Linked DNA regions of Zea mays: all the other regions are linked to region 1. Evidence: chromatin contacts called from public Hi-C data. All regions are on one chromosome and are shown on one strand. The core of a region is the stretch at or near the end of the contact, and the rest is flanking DNA. Distances in the headings are between cores, read along the strand shown.

Region 1 (3,056 bases), core at 402-2,901:
TACTAACCTGAATCTAGATTTGCCTAATCTAGATCATACACTTGGCCTACACTAGATTGTTTTTAATTAAATCTTGGTTATACTTGTTAACTACGATGGAGAGCAGTGATCCAGTCTTCATATCCGAGAAGTAACGGCGATCCGAATCGATTAATACCTAGCTGGGGATCTCCAACCACATGACATATGTAGCACTTAACCCTTGCATATGTCAACCATTCCCTCATATCATCCACTACATGAACTGGTCCGCGCTACCCGGGAGCACATTACCCTACCATACAGCCTCTTGCCAAGAGGATAACTGCTACTCCCACCATCTCCCACGCCCAGTGCGCGGTTATCCTTTCACGTATGGAATAGCCAGGTTTAAGCTTACCCATGACGAGGTATGTGGACAGCTAAAAGGTCCTAGATCAACAGGCCTACAATCGGTACGGTCCTTAATCGACACAGACGGAGACACTACAACCAGACTCCGTTCTGATGCATGTCAACCGCCCAGCCTCAAGTTATTTATGCTATTTCTCAAAACATTTGGCACATGACAGAGGGGCCATGCTTGGATAATGAATTCATCACTGTAGATGATGTCTTCATTATCCAAAGCCATTTTTCTTTTGAAAATTATGAGTCATAGATCAAAAACATTTTTTATCTATCTGCATGATTAAGCATCTCTAGCTTTTATAAAACAAGTGACAAGGTATGGTAATCAATTATTTCAAGGAATGCTAATGCATCAAGTGTTTAATCAATCAACTCCTATCACCTAATGCATCATATAAGTGATAAAATTTTGTAAATACAAGGAACGTGGCAAATGCACCGGGGCTTGCCTTGTTGCAGAGAAGATCCAAACCTTTCTACAATTAGATGGGTCTCCACCACTGGATCAACAGTGCTTGGGACAGACTTCTTCAAACACCACTTCTTCTAGGTGTTCTACAAGTCAATTACCAATACAAGAATGCTTATGTAATTATATGATATGCAAACTCTCACAAAGGAGAGGTGGGGAACATAAACATCTCTAACTAAGCACATGACAAGCTTACCTATACTTATACCTAACTTAACATTTGATCTAAATGCCTAAACTGAATTTAGTTGGACAAATCAGAGGACTAAACATACTAAGGTTCACTGAATTTTGCTACCCAACACTTTATAGGGTCTAACTCCGCTACAACATATATTAACAGGGTGGCTTTTATATTTCCTCTTTTAGCTATTTCAAGGTTCTCTAGGAAAACAAGATCCAAATACACTAAAAATTTTATCCAGCAATATTTTAAACATATTAAACCTACTCACAAAGTTTCAGCATTTTTGAGCTATATTTCTATTTCTAGATTTCATTTAATCCATCCCAAAGTACTTTTAAATGGCCTTAAATTTATTAACTGCCCTAAAAATTCCAAAACCAACTCTAACAGCAACTCCTCACTTTTACGAGCTCCACGAAATTTGTTTCATATTTTTTTAAAAAAAATTACAAATTTTAATGGAATTTACAAGCTGCCAGCAAATGAATAAAAGAAACAGATGAATAGCCACTAGGCCGGATTTGGCCCACTCGGCCTGAGCACCGGGGCAAACTGGCCCATGGCTGGCCGCCCGCACCCGCGCTGGCATCTTTGCACAAAAACCCCTCCACCCAGAGCAATTAGATCGAGCCCAAGCCGCTGTTGACCTGGGTCGCTGACAGTTTCACGTAGACCCTTCCACTTCCTTCCTTTTATAATTCCTCGGCCACGACTCCCCGCCGACGAGCTCCAGCCAAAACCCGAGTAGAACCCCCGATGGTGACCCTCTCTGGCGAGACCAAGCACTACCGCGCGATACCAGCACCTAGCCGAACACATCCCCAAAGCTAATCGGATCAAAACGGCTCAAACCACCGTTGACCACGGTGGTGGCGGAAACCGAGCTCCGGCGAGCGCGATTCCCCGGCCACAACGCAGTAGCGCTCAAACCAACGGCACAACAAGTTTCAGGAGACCACAAAAGACACGATGCTCACATAAGCTGGCTCGGAGAAGTCGTGAATCGACCGGTCGATGATGGGGTAGATCTTGATGGCGCTCCGCAACGTCGCGAACACGTTCTGCACAACGGAGCACGGCAGAGTTAACGCTGCCAACACAGGGAGCTCTAGTGACCCCAAAGAGATCTTGGAACATGTATTATACAGGCCTGCAAACTTCTGAGGTGGTCCGGCCACGGCGAAGTGGTGTTTTCGGTGGATGTGGTCACCACTTCCAGGGGCAGCTTCGGTTCAGGCACTGCAAAGCAACACATGAGCTGGGGAAAAGCTGAGGGCTTGATCAAGGCATGGAGGAATGGTCAGGCATGATGATCCTGCTAGTTGAATAACAGGAGCATAGCAGGACTCTGTTTGTACTACTAAAGACCATGGCAAGCCATCCAAGGAGAGCCTGTTTGTTGTGGCGAGACTGGAACCTAGCAGGGGAAAACAAGGGGTAATATGTTTCACTTATCTTCTGCATGTCTACTACGCAAGGCATGACACAGGGAGATAGTACTGGTGTCTAACAACACTTGGATAGCAGCAATACAGCAGCAAACAGCCCAGCCAGCATTTGGATAAGTTTACCACCTCCTCATCACTTCTATGTGTGTGCATGGGTGCCAAGTACCCCCCTTCAGTAACAAATCTCCTTAGATGCCAAACACCAGAAGCCCCTCGAGTAGATAGTGGCTACAGATATTTTTTTCTCAGATATTTCTGGAGCAGCACTGAACTGCTACTACTTGACTGCATACTCTACTTCTTCCCCTTTGATCTCCCAGTTTTCCATAGCAACAGTGGGAGCACACATAAAGGAATCTGTCCACCAAACAACCCTCTACCAACTTGTCATAAGGATTATGGCTTTATACCCCATGGATTAGTCACAAAATAGCTCCAAAAAAATTGGAAAATCACACTAGACCAAAGCTACAGTTGATTCAGTCACCGCAGACTGAAAGTCCAACTTTGGACAGCCATTACTTCACTTTTGGTGTGGGATCACGCCCAACATACTTAA
Region 2 (3,056 bases), core at 206-2,705, 300 kb before region 1:
GGCCATCGAAGTTCAGGCAATCCATCACATCAGTATCTGAGTTTACAGGTGACTGGTCACCATCGGTTTGTGGTTTCCCCATGGCTAAACAATTGGCATCTGGCACTCGGCGTCAACAAAATCCCTTCCTTTACAGTAGAACAGGGAAACAACATAATCAGCACAGTCATCATGGAATTGCACAATTTTGAAACCAGAAGATCAGAAAAGCTGCATCCACATGGCATTCATTCAGCAACAAACACTGAAACCATACACGATTTGTGTAAGGACACAACTTTTCAATTTCTTAACCAAAAGAGATAGGTCAGTATAAGATGTGCGCCCAGGGCTCCACCTGGCATTCCGCAAATGAAACAGCAATAGGTTAATTTCTCAGGCAGATGCATGCGCAAAGACGCTGCCTTTATAAAAAACTGACACATCAGACATCCACTTCACAGAATTCTACCTAAACGGAGCACCTTACAGGCGTAGCAGTACCAATCACGCCAAAAGAAAAAAAGATTTTCCAGCAAAATGCACCGTTTTTCTACCACTGTCCCCCTCTCTGGTCCTTTTTTTATGGCGATTTGGGCAGGCAGGCCCACCACATCATCACGTATGGCGAGTTCGCAACCTTCCATCATCTTAGGAATTAGAAATCAGAAGAGGGCTCGCCACCACGCGTCCCGATCAAATGATCACGGGGCACCACCAAAACCCCGCAACAATTCAGCACCGCACTAGCAACACAAAACCACACCCCGGCCATGAGACGCACACAAAATAACAAGGACAGGGGCGGGGTGTCCCGTCCACCTAAGGCCACGACGTCGACGATGCTCGAAGCGCCAAAACCACGCGCGGCTGGCGGCGAGGGAGCACGGGCTCCAAAGCACTCGCCGCGAACCAAACAAAGAAACGGAAAAAAAAGCGGTCTATTTTTTTCGAGGGAGACGCGTGCACCACACCAGCCCATGCCGCGAGCTAGCGATCCAGTCCTGGCAGTGCAGGCCCATGAGAGCAGAGGAAACGCCGCGTTGCGCCACGCAGCAGGCGGACCGGAACGGTGTGAGCGCGAGATGGCCGTGGCAACGGGGCGCTGAAATGGACGGAGGACGGAGAGGCTTACCTTTGCGCGCCGGCGATCGCCGGTTGCGAGGCGAGGCGAGGCGGAAACCCTACGGCGCGGTGCAGGCACCGCACCGGCGCCGGTTGGGGTTTTCCACGCCGCGTTGCGACCGAGGACGGGAGAGCCGGAGAGGCGAGGCGAGGCGAGTGTGCTTTTGCTGTCCTTTATATGCTACTGTAGGAGGCAGGCAACCAGAACAGAAGCAGGGAGTACAGTACAGTGGACGCTCTCTTTGCTCGCCGTGGCCGTGCGCCCGGGCCGTGAGTTCCTCCTGCGTTTCACCAATAGCAATCGCAACTGCCCGCTGGTGCTCAGCTTTGCGGCTCTGTTCTGACGTGCCTTCCCATTTGGCTGGGTCCTACCGGTCAGTGTCTCTTTCACAGCTCTGGACTGGACAGGCGCCGCCCTCCTGCTGGCCCGTCCGCTGCCTGGGGTGCGGTTTTTTTCAGCTGAGAAAAAGTTTGTATCAGCTGTATGTCGTGAAAAAGCTGCTATGAGTCGTTTTATTTAAATTGATGTGATCTATCCACTATAAATAAAATTATATATTATTTATATGTACTTTATCTAACTATATATCTTAATCAATATATCTAATTTAAAAAATCGATTTCATTTTTGTGTTCCTAATATTTTTACAAATATATCAATTTTACGGTTCCATTTTAATATTTTTATTAAAAATATTTAATTTTATTTATTATAGCACTTAATTATTTTTAATCATATTTTAGTTTTTATTTGTCATATTTATTTATTAATATAATGAACTTCGATAAGCAGCAAAAAACGAGGTCCAAGGTGTTTCCACATTTATACTAAAAAGGTTGCTTTTTTCAAAGCAACTATAGAAAAGTTGAGTCCCTTTGGCGACAAGTTCAAAACGCTGAACCAAACACACCCTAAGAACATACGACAATGTTATATAAGGGTGTGTTTGATTATAATAACATGACATAATCCTTACATAAGGTTGTTTGGTTTATAGTCAGGATTGTGACAGAGCCATCATAGGAGAATACTTTCAATTCTTGTCGTTCTCAGTTATCCCTTAAAATCGGATGGATGAGTCTGTTCCCCCAAGAGACGAGGCTTCTTACATCCCATGCATGTGTATTTATTCCTTATGCCTCGGTCTCATTCCTCCAACCAAACAAAGACAGGGATCAATACATCTCTACCTATCTCTCAAACCAAACAAAAAACTCTTAATATTCCATCCCCCAACTAAATAAGAGTAGAGATCATTTCATACCATCCCCCGCTGTTATGGTGTTGTTACCGCCTTGTCAGGTTCTCGTAAAATCTGTACTACAACTGCCCAATTACTCCACACTTAGATCAGGCCACCTAGCGAATGTTGGCCTAGCAAATGTCAAGGTCAACTAATTACATTTCAATTTATAATGACATTGAAAGGAATATGACCAATGCTAAAATTTTCCTGATCTCCAGAATCACATTTGCATCTAGTAGAGTATATCGCCAACATAAAAACATTATTTTATTCTACCATGAAAAGAAGTCACTCTCAAGTAAATCAAGTTCAAATCCAGCATTAAATAGCAACTTTGTGGGGGGGGGGGGGGGGGGGGGGGGGGGTGGTGAGATGTGATGCATAGAAGATCATATGACGCTGGTCAAAAGTCTAGGGTGCACATGTATTGTTGCCGGCTTACCGCTGATTGCCGTTTCGGTTCTTTTGATCTTTGGCGTGACTTATACCAACAAAAAAAGTTAGGTATTTTTTTGGCTGCAATCTAATCTACATTAATAAATATAATCAGAGTAAACTATACTGCAGTCAAATAAAAAATTGCATCAGGCTGTATGGTTTAGGTTCTACTAGTGGAGAGGAGGTGAAAACAGCGTGAAACACGCGCCGAAAATATACTTTCTCTATTCTAAATTATATATTATTTTTAAGGTTGTTCGGTTGTGT
Region 3 (3,056 bases), core at 322-2,821, 280 kb after region 1:
TAATCACAGAGAAAGCAACACAAGAGACACACAATTTTTATCCCGTGGTTCGGCCAAGTAACACTTGCCTACTTCCATGTTGTGGCGTCCCAATGGACGAGGGTTGCACTCAACCCCTTTCAAGTGATCCGATGATCAACTTGAATACCACGTTCTTTTCCTTTAGTATCTTTTCCCGTGTGCGAGGAATCTCCACAGTTTGGAGTCTCTCGCCCTTACAATAGAGATCACAAAGAAGGCACAAAGTAAGGTTGGGGAGAGCAACACACGCAAGACTCAAATCCGTATCACAACCACGCCCACAACACTACTAAAAAAATCACCCTAATACCACGACAGATATTGCAACAACACTATTTTTTGTTGCATTAGGTGTTAGTTATTGCCACAACCTTTAAAAGTGGTTGCAATATATGGACCATTTTACCACCATTTTTGTGCATTGCGATAACACCATGACTTCCGTTGCAAGAGTAATGTGTTATTGCTACCACTAGAGCAGTTGTTGCAAAATTACCATAGTGCCACCCCGGATAGTGCAACAACACTAAAGTTGTAGCAATAGATGTTAGATATTGCCACAACCTTTAAAAGTGGTTGTAATATATGCACATTTTTTGCCACTTCTTTTGTGTGTTGCGCTAATCGTAAGTATTGTTGCAAGAGAAAGATGTTATTGCTACCACTAGAAAAGATGTTGGACAAGCACCGTATTGCCACACTGGATATTGCGACAGTAGTAAATTCGTTGCATTATGTATAGTTGTTGTCACAACCGTTAGAACTAGTTGCAATATATGCACATTTTCGCCACTGTTTTCGTACATTGCAATAGTGATGAATTTCGTTGCAAGAGAACGATGTTATTGCTACCACTAGAAAAGTTGCTGCAATGGCGGTTATGCCACATATTTTCTTTGTTGCGATAAACTTAAATTTCATTGCAAAATGTTGTTGCCATTTGCAAACAAAAATAATTTGATTGCAATTTGTTTGTCAACTGACAACGAATTTAATTTGTGGCCATAATTTATCCTTTCATTTCAAAAGGTTGAAACTATTAGATATTGCATAAAGATTTCAAGTCTGTTATATATGTGCAAAAGCAATGTCACGTTAGGTAATAAGAAATGTTTGATATTCCAAAGGCAAATAATTCTTTTCACATAATTTCAAATTTGATATATACATCTATTCCAAAAATAGAAACTAATACAAGGAAAAGTAAAGGCAAATAATTCTTTCTAGATAATTTCAAATATGATATATACATGCATTCCAAAAATAGAAACTAATACAAGGAAAAGTATCACGACAGTGTAAGAAATGTTCGACACTTTCCAAACATCGTCACATATATAGAACCAGCGGCCTCCAAAAGTAATGTACAAATAGCAGCCAAGCCGCCTACCAGGAACTGCTCCAAAAGCGTGGTGTACAACTAAAGGCCTCAGGTACACACACAGGTAATTAACACTCTCCAACGCACACCAGGAACTGCTCTCCTCTGGCCACCCCTCGTGCCTTCTTCTATAGCCGCCACCAGCACCTGCTCAATTTATTTTCCAACAACAGTAGGACCTGCTGTCCTCTTACTGCCCCTCATGTGCCTTTTCTCAGTGCTCTTTGCAGACGTCAGGACCCCTCACTGTTTAGTTTACCTTCCAACACAGCCAGGACCTACTCTGCTACCGTCAAGACCCCTCACTGCTCAGTTTATCTGCCAACACATAGAAAGCTTCACTGCAAGAGAAAACATGATACATGACCATCAGGTGACAGGTAATGATCAAATCAATAATTAGCAGGATAAGGATAGCAACAAATAAGCAAGTGATAGCAGACCTTGTAACAAATATATGGAATTAGATAGTATTACATTGCGTTATTAAACATCACAGGACTTGTCACCAATTGTAATGTTTTCTATGGCTTCAGTTTCCCTAGCTAGCAGATAATGAACCAATCCCAAGTGATGCCAGCAGTGCCAGCTACTAAAAATCACCCTAATGCCATTATACACCTCATTGAGTTGTTTGGTGAAGACATGACAAGGTGGACAACAATGAGATCCCAAATACAGGTCAATTGTCTTGGCAGTAAGGTCAGCTATAGGAATCAAAAACAAACATTGTTGGTGATTCAAGAGATGACATTAGGTGGTATATGTATAGTTTATCATATGCCTATTGTTATCTGACCCTCTAGTTGAATCAAACAAAGTTGCATCAAGAGTAGCCGGGTATCTTGAAGCCAAGAAAGCTGACAAAGGTGTAGGGTGTTTAGGTGTACAAGGTCAATAAAAAGAGATGAGGAGATCTACAAAGGTGCAGGGTGTTTATGTGTATAAGGTCAAGGTAAATGTTAAATGTGTAGCATGCAACATAATTAGAATAATGAATGTGTTATTTTCAGGACTGCGCTTAAAGAAAAAATATGACCCCCAACTACAAATGATAAGAACTAATTGAGCAATAATTTCACACCATAACACAATCTAATAAAAGGGTGAAAACGTACAAAGACAAACTAACTGAAGCCATGGAATCAACATCATTTGTTGTTCATGTTTAGCGTTTTTCTGGAATCATTTTTCATCATTTTCAAACTCAACATGATTGCACACTAAAATTTTATAATTTGCTCTACATTCTATGATTGTTGGCAATTTAAAAGTAAGATGGAATATTAGATCGCTCTGATGTCAGTGAGCAATCGAGGACAATTTGATTCCAGTATATTTGACTTGGTTCTTGGGTGCAGGTTCTAGGCATTAAAAGGGCAACATCAAGGAGATTATTTAGGAGTATATAGGTGAGCATATATACTAAAAATAATCTTGTTTTTTGAGTCAGCGCAACAAAAGTAATCTTGTTTTTTGAAAAATGTAGAATAGATAGGGAACTACCATTCCTATGTGAAGAAAACAATTCAGGTTGGGTTGTATGAACTTTGGTCGTGACATATGGCATTCATAATTGTACTTCCATAGTTGGAAAGAAGTTTTGCATTTTTTCAAAATGTAGTCTATCAATTCCCTTGGATTTTAATCACAG

What was found. Hi-C and Micro-C count contacts between places; a contact is called where the count stands out from the background.
Region 2: a Hi-C map of tassel shows a contact between it and region 1, with 3 times the contacts expected there. The contact joins the promoter of LOC103641221 here to the enhancer-like site in region 1. A contact is called at or near these places in 5 of 25 Hi-C or Micro-C datasets (ear, leaf and tassel).
Region 3: a Hi-C map of tassel shows a contact between it and region 1, with 2.7 times the contacts expected there. The contact joins two enhancer-like sites. A contact is called at or near these places in 5 of 25 Hi-C or Micro-C datasets (ear, leaf and tassel).

The regions. Positions count from the first base shown.
Region 1 is chr10:74,537,965-74,541,020 of Zm-B73-REFERENCE-NAM-5.0, forward strand. No RefSeq gene overlaps it. Among protein-coding and RNA genes, the nearest start is that of LOC103641222, 20 kb to the right of the region's middle. Within about 2 kb of position 1,652, at least 16 of the 20 cell types and tissues checked have an H3K27ac peak or open chromatin away from gene starts, as enhancers often do. A contact at or near this core is called in ear, leaf and tassel, where this site is marked.
Region 2 is chr10:74,235,378-74,238,433 of Zm-B73-REFERENCE-NAM-5.0, forward strand. It overlaps LOC103641221 (DNA-directed RNA polymerases IV and V subunit 2), which reads right to left and starts at 1,456. Exons shown (of 8, transcript XM_008664582.4): 1 at 1,115-1,456; 2 at 1-128. The coding sequence starts at 82.
Region 3 is chr10:74,823,005-74,826,060 of Zm-B73-REFERENCE-NAM-5.0, forward strand. It overlaps LOC109943097 (a long non-coding RNA gene), which reads right to left. Exons shown (of 2, transcript XR_002265720.3): 2 at 1,226-1,743. Among protein-coding and RNA genes, the nearest start is that of LOC109943097, 7.6 kb to the right of the region's middle. Within about 2 kb of position 1,572, at least 3 of the 20 cell types and tissues checked have an H3K27ac peak or open chromatin away from gene starts, as enhancers often do. A contact at or near this core is called in ear and tassel, where this site is marked.